Linked DNA regions of Pan troglodytes: region 1 is linked to region 2. A link is a contact called in public capture Hi-C data. All regions are on one chromosome and are shown on one strand. The core of a region is the stretch at or near the end of the contact, and the rest is flanking DNA. Distances in the headings are between cores, read along the strand shown.

Evidence for each region. Capture Hi-C pulls out chosen DNA fragments and counts their contacts.
Region 1: a capture Hi-C map of stem cell-derived neural stem cells shows a contact between it and region 2, with 5 times the contacts expected there. The contact joins two enhancer-like sites. A contact is called at or near these places in 5 of 7 Hi-C or Micro-C datasets (blood, induced pluripotent stem cells, a lymphoblastoid cell line and 1 more) and 1 of 1 other capture datasets (stem cell-derived neural stem cells).

Annotation. Positions count from the first base shown.
Region 1 is chr9:77,406,038-77,408,769 of NHGRI_mPanTro3-v2.0_pri, reverse strand. No RefSeq gene overlaps it. Among named protein-coding and RNA genes, the nearest start is that of RPS3, 19 kb to the left of the region's middle. Within about 2 kb of position 1,374, at least 1 of the 24 cell types and tissues checked has an H3K27ac peak or open chromatin away from gene starts, as enhancers often do. A contact at or near this core is called in stem cell-derived neural stem cells, where this site is marked.
Region 2 is chr9:77,304,535-77,307,234 of NHGRI_mPanTro3-v2.0_pri, reverse strand. It overlaps ARRB1 (arrestin beta 1), which reads left to right. Exons shown (of 15, transcript XM_016921618.4): 7 at 663-730. Among named protein-coding and RNA genes, the nearest start is that of TPBGL, 40 kb to the right of the region's middle. Within about 2 kb of position 1,299, at least 7 of the 24 cell types and tissues checked have an H3K27ac peak or open chromatin away from gene starts, as enhancers often do. A contact at or near this core is called in stem cell-derived neural stem cells, where this site is marked.

The DNA.
Region 1 (2,732 bases), core at 125-2,624, 100 kb before region 2:
TCCCAGCACTCTGGGAGGCCGAGGTGGGAGGGTCACTTGAGGTCAGGGGTTCAAGACCAGCTTGGCCATCATGGTGAAACCCCATCTTTACTAAAAATACAAAAATTAGCCAGGCATGGTGGTGCACGCCTGTAATCCCAGCTGCTTGGGAGGCTGAGGCAGGAGAATCACTTGAACCCAGGAGGCAGAGGTTGCAGTGAGCCAAGATCGTGCCACTGCACTCCAGCCTGGGAAACAGGGTGAGACTTTGTCTCTAATAAAAACCAAAAACCAAAAAACAAAAAAAGAGATGAGAACCATCTCTGGACTCACAAAGCCTGGTGTGGACCCTAGTTGTGTGGCCTTGGGAAAATGGCCTAAAGCTCTCTTTGGATCTCAGTTTTGTCATCTGTAAAATGGGGATAATAAGAGTACTTCTCCAATAAGGTTGGTGAGAGGATTAGATACTTTAATTATAATAGTAAGAGCTAAATAAATGCTAACTTTCTAAAATCTGCATTTGCGTAACAGCATTTCAACACTTTAGGACAATTATTGTTTGGCAACACATATAAACTACTGAGAGCTGTCTCGGCAGCTGTGCTGCCCAGAGATGGACCTGACATCGCTCTGATCAAAACCCTTGTCAGTGGTGCCTGGACTAGGCCGTTATGATATCACCTCCTGTCATCTCCTGCCAAATGGAACCAATGCTCTGCCAACTAAGATTTTTTTTAACAACCTAAAAAAAAGAGGTTATCCATTTAAAAAAACAACTTTTTAAAACAATTCAATTGTTCACTAATAAATGGCTACCACTTCTTGAGTGCTTGTGAAGTGTCAGGTGTTATTTATTTATTTACTTATTTTGAGATGAAATCTCGCTCTGTTGCCCAGGCTGGAGTGCAGTGGCGCAATCTCGGCTCACTGCAAGCTCTGCCTCCCGGGTTCACGCCATTCTCCTGCCTCAGCCTCCTGAGTAACTGGGACTACAGGTGCCTGCCACCACGCCTGGCTAATTTTTTGGGTATTTTTAGTAGAGACGGGGTTTCACCGTGTTAGCCAGAATGGTCTTCATCTCCTGACCTCGTGATGCACCCGTCCTGCCCATCTCGGCCTCCCAAAGTGCTGGGATTACAAGCGTGAGCCACCATGCCCAGCCAGTGTTTTTTATTTTTTAAACTTGTCTTAACACATTTAATTCCCACAATGTTATGAATTAGATTCTCTGTTTCACAGAGGAGGAGACAGCGCACAGAGCAAGGAAGGGGTGGAGGTAAGATTAGCTCCAGAGTCTGAGCTCCACCCCATGCCATGTGCCCTGTCCAGCCTCCCAGATGAGCAGCCTCCCGCTGGAAGGCCCAAGCTCCATAGAGCGGCCTGCAAGGGGTTCTTCACCCCCTGCCTGCACCCCACCTTTCCAGCCTCAGCCCCAGACCAACCTCTGCTCTGTGCACACTAGCTCTTCTTTCCCCAGTTGATTTTCAGGCCTCTATGTCTTTGTGGATCCCTTTCCCCTGAGCAGCCTTGTCTACTTTTCACCAGCAAAATCTGTTCCCTCCAACCCTTAGGCCTCACCTTCAAGGCTCTTGCCTCTATGAAGCCCCTTCAGCCACCCCACCGCCACCCGACCTTCCCTGTTCTCTGGGTCTGTGTTCCAGCTCTTGGTTCAGGCCTCCATGCAGACACCTGTCATGTGACATCACTGTGAGTTATGCTGGAATCCAGTTCCTCATACCAGGGTGTCAGCTTCTGCATGATGACAAGGAGCAAGCCCAGGCCCAAGCTGAGGATCCCGACAGACCGTGGCTTGGTTTCTGGTTCTGCCACCTCCTTTGTGGGTGCCTCGAACAAAATACTTAATTCATTGTGCCTCAGAGGGGTCCTGAGTGTTTTTGGCAATATGTGTAAAGTTCCTGATACACAGTAGATGCTTCATAAATGCTGGTTTCTTATTATCAAAAACAATGACTGTGTTATATTTTTCTCTGAATTTAAAAAAAGCTTCTGTATGATCATAAAATGACATAAACAGTGAATTGATGTGAAAGGCAACTTGGTAATAACCTTGAACATTTTAAATACACTTGCCCTTTGACCCAGCAGTTGCGCTTCTAGTGCTTCCAGGAAATTATCCTGCAAATACATTCCTATAGGTGAGATATTGTATATGCACAAAAATATTCACTACAGCAAAATATTGGAAGCCACCAAAATGTCCAACGCTAGGGAACTGTTCAAAATTGTACTGTGTCCATCAGATGGGATACTATGAATCATGTACAATAATGAGATACCTCTATGTGTATTGGGATAAGCCATTTTCCAGGATTTAAAAAAATTCCAGGTGCAGTGGCTCATGCCTGTAACCCTAGCACTTTCGGGAGGATCATATGAGCCCAGGAGTTCAAGACCAGCCTGGGCAATGTGGCAAAAACCCATCTCTACAGAAAATAGAAAAAAAAAAAATAATTAGCCAGGTGTGGTGGTGCATGCCTATAGTTCCAGCTACTTGGGGGGCTGAGGCAGGAGGATTGCTTGAACCCAGGAGGTTGTGGCTGCAGTGAGGCAAGATCACTGCATTCCAGTCTGGATGACAGGGTAAGACCCTGTCTCATAAAAAAAAGAAAGAAAGAAAGAAAAGTGCAGAACAGTGTGGAAAATGTTACAATTTGTTTAGTTTAGTTTATTTTTTGAGACGGAGTCTTGGAGTCTTGTTCTGTTGCCCGGGCTGGAATGCAGTGGCATGATCT
Region 2 (2,700 bases), core at 50-2,549:
CTCTCTTCAGACAGGGCAGCAGGTACGGGGTGAGCCTCACTCTCCCATTCAGTGATGGGTCTGGAGGCTCTCCTGGGTGGCGTTGGCTGCAACAGGACCAAAGTGTTCTGAGGACCTACACCTGGCCTCATGTAACCCCTGGCAACCTGGAATCAAAGTGCTATCATCCCCATTTCACAGATGGGGAAACTGAGGGTTGGAGAGAAGTGACACCACTAGCTCCAGACCTTTGAGCCCAGCTTCCTCATCTGTAAGATGGAGATAACAGCACGTGCCTCCTTGTCTTGTTAGAGGAATACCAGATAAGCCACCCAGGGCTGGGTCTGCGCACAGTAGTAGGCGCCCCCAGTCTGCTCAGGTGCCTGTTGCTATTTCTGGGCAGCTGCCTGGATGAGGATGGCCACCCAGACTGAGGCAGGAATCCAAAGAGCAGAGCCCCGTTTGGGTGGTTTGGGATGTCCCATGTCAGATGGAGGAGGCAGCACAGCATTGGGGCTGAGCACAAGGGCGTTCCCCTGCTTCTTCCAGACCAAGGAAGGCTGGGCTGTGGGAGCTTGGTGTTCCTGTCCAGTGTCCTCGTTTGTAAAATGAGAGGTGGGCTGGCTGTGTACTGGGGACCCTGCTTCTCCAAGGCCCTGTGGTCAGTGACCCCTTCCCCACAGGCTTGCGGTGTGGACTATGAAGTCAAAGCCTTCTGCGCGGAGAATTTGGAGGAGAAGATCCACAAGCGGTGAGTAGGATGCCAGGGTGTGGGCCGCCTGCTGGGTGAGGGAGGGAGACAGGATGGGCAAAGTCCAAGAGGAGATAAGTAACAATACCTGGAAGTGTGTGAGGAGGGACGCACATTCCAGCCTTGGAAGGGCACTCTGGAAGCTGGGAGGTCACGGAGGGCTTCCTTGGGTAGGTGGCTTCGACTGCCCGGGTTCAGGCTGCAGCATCTTCTCCTTTGCACCATTGTGGCAGCTTCCTCCCTCATCTGCCTGCCTCTCATTTCATCCCCTCCAGACTGCATGTCTTTTTAATTTGTTTTGGAAAAACCCTAAATTCAGATTGTGTTAAACAGTGAGCAGGCTGTTTCCTGACCATCCCCATTTTCCAGTTTTCCTCCTGGGAGGCGTTCAGCAGGAGTGGAGTGTGTGTCAATGGCAGCTTCTAAGTGAGGAGGAAGTGGAGAGAGTGAACCCATCCAGGGGAGAGTGACAGGGAGGTCAGCCCACATCTAAGAGATGGGAAGCGTTCTCTGGAGAAGCACAGCCCGGGCTGACAGAGAGCCCAGGCTGGCAGCCAGAAACAGCTGGCCCGGATGTCTCATGCCTGCCCCTCCTGGGTCGGGCTGTGCTCTGTCTGCCTCCTGGAATAGCTGGTGGGCCCTCGACGCTGATGTGCCTGCATCCAGAGGCACTGTTCCCAGAGGAGGTTGGCTGAGGGCACAGCAGCCTTTTTAGGGCGTGGGCTGAGTTTGCCACCTGGTGGCTATCGGGTGTATTGCATGCATTTGCATCTGCAGCCCTGGCAGCTGTGTGTGAGGAGATGGGACTTTTCTCCCTTGCTTCTCTGTCTCCCTTTTCCTCTTAAGACCTGAGACCAGGGAAGAGGAAGGGTGCTGTGGGATGTGGGAGGAGGCTTGGTAAGCACAAGAAAGAGGAGGTGACATCGAGAGCCACCCCTCTCACCCTACCACCAATGGGACATTTAAAATCCACACCAAGGAGTTACTAATAATAATGATATAGAAGCTATCATTTATCAAGGGCTGATTAGGTGCCAGACACCATTTACAGTGCTGGGCTGTATGAACTAATTTAATCCTCACAGCAGCTCTAAGAAGTACGTCCTGGCTGGGCGTGGTGGCTCACACCTGTAATCCCAGAGCTCTGGAAGGCCGAAGGCAGGCGTATTACTTGAGGCCAGGAGTTCCAGACCAGCCTGGCCAACATGGTGAAACCCCATCTCTATTGAAAATACAAAAATTAGGCAGGTGTGGTGGCATATGCCTGTAATCCCAGCTACTCAGAAGGCCGAGGCAGGAGAATTGCTTGAACCTGGGAGGCAGAGGTTGTAGTGAGCTGAGATTGCGCCACTGCACTCCAGCCTGGGCAACAGAGTGAGACTCCATCTCAAAATAAATAAATTAATAAAAATTTAAAAAGGAAAAAAAGAGGTAGGTCCTTCTGTCATCACCCTTTACAGATTAGGGAACAGAGGCAGAGAGAGGTTAATGTACCCAGGGCCACATAGTTAGTAAGAGGGGAGCTGGGAGTTTGACCCTGGCTCCCTGGTTACAGGCAATGGAGGCAGCTTATCTGAGCAACGGAGATGCCGGCATTCCCAGCATGCCACAGAGACGGCCTCACCAAGTCCCCCTCCCTCACCAGATCCTCATTTGCTCCCTGATCCCCTGTAACCTTCATGGAGCCAGTCTCATCCATGGGCCTTCTCCCCTCCCTGGGCTTGTCCCCTTCACTGGCTTGCATCCCCCTGACTGAATCCACGCCTCCTCCCTGAACCCCAACGCCTCCCCAAGCCCCATTTCTTCTTGAGACCGCTGTCCCCTCTGCATAGTTTTACATAATAGATATCTGGCAGTTGTTTATTATATGGCAGGCACAGTCATAGGTGCTGAGAGTACAGCTGTGAACACCTTAGACACAAATTTCTGTCCTTAAAGAACTTACACAAATAGTGTCCTATGTCACCAAA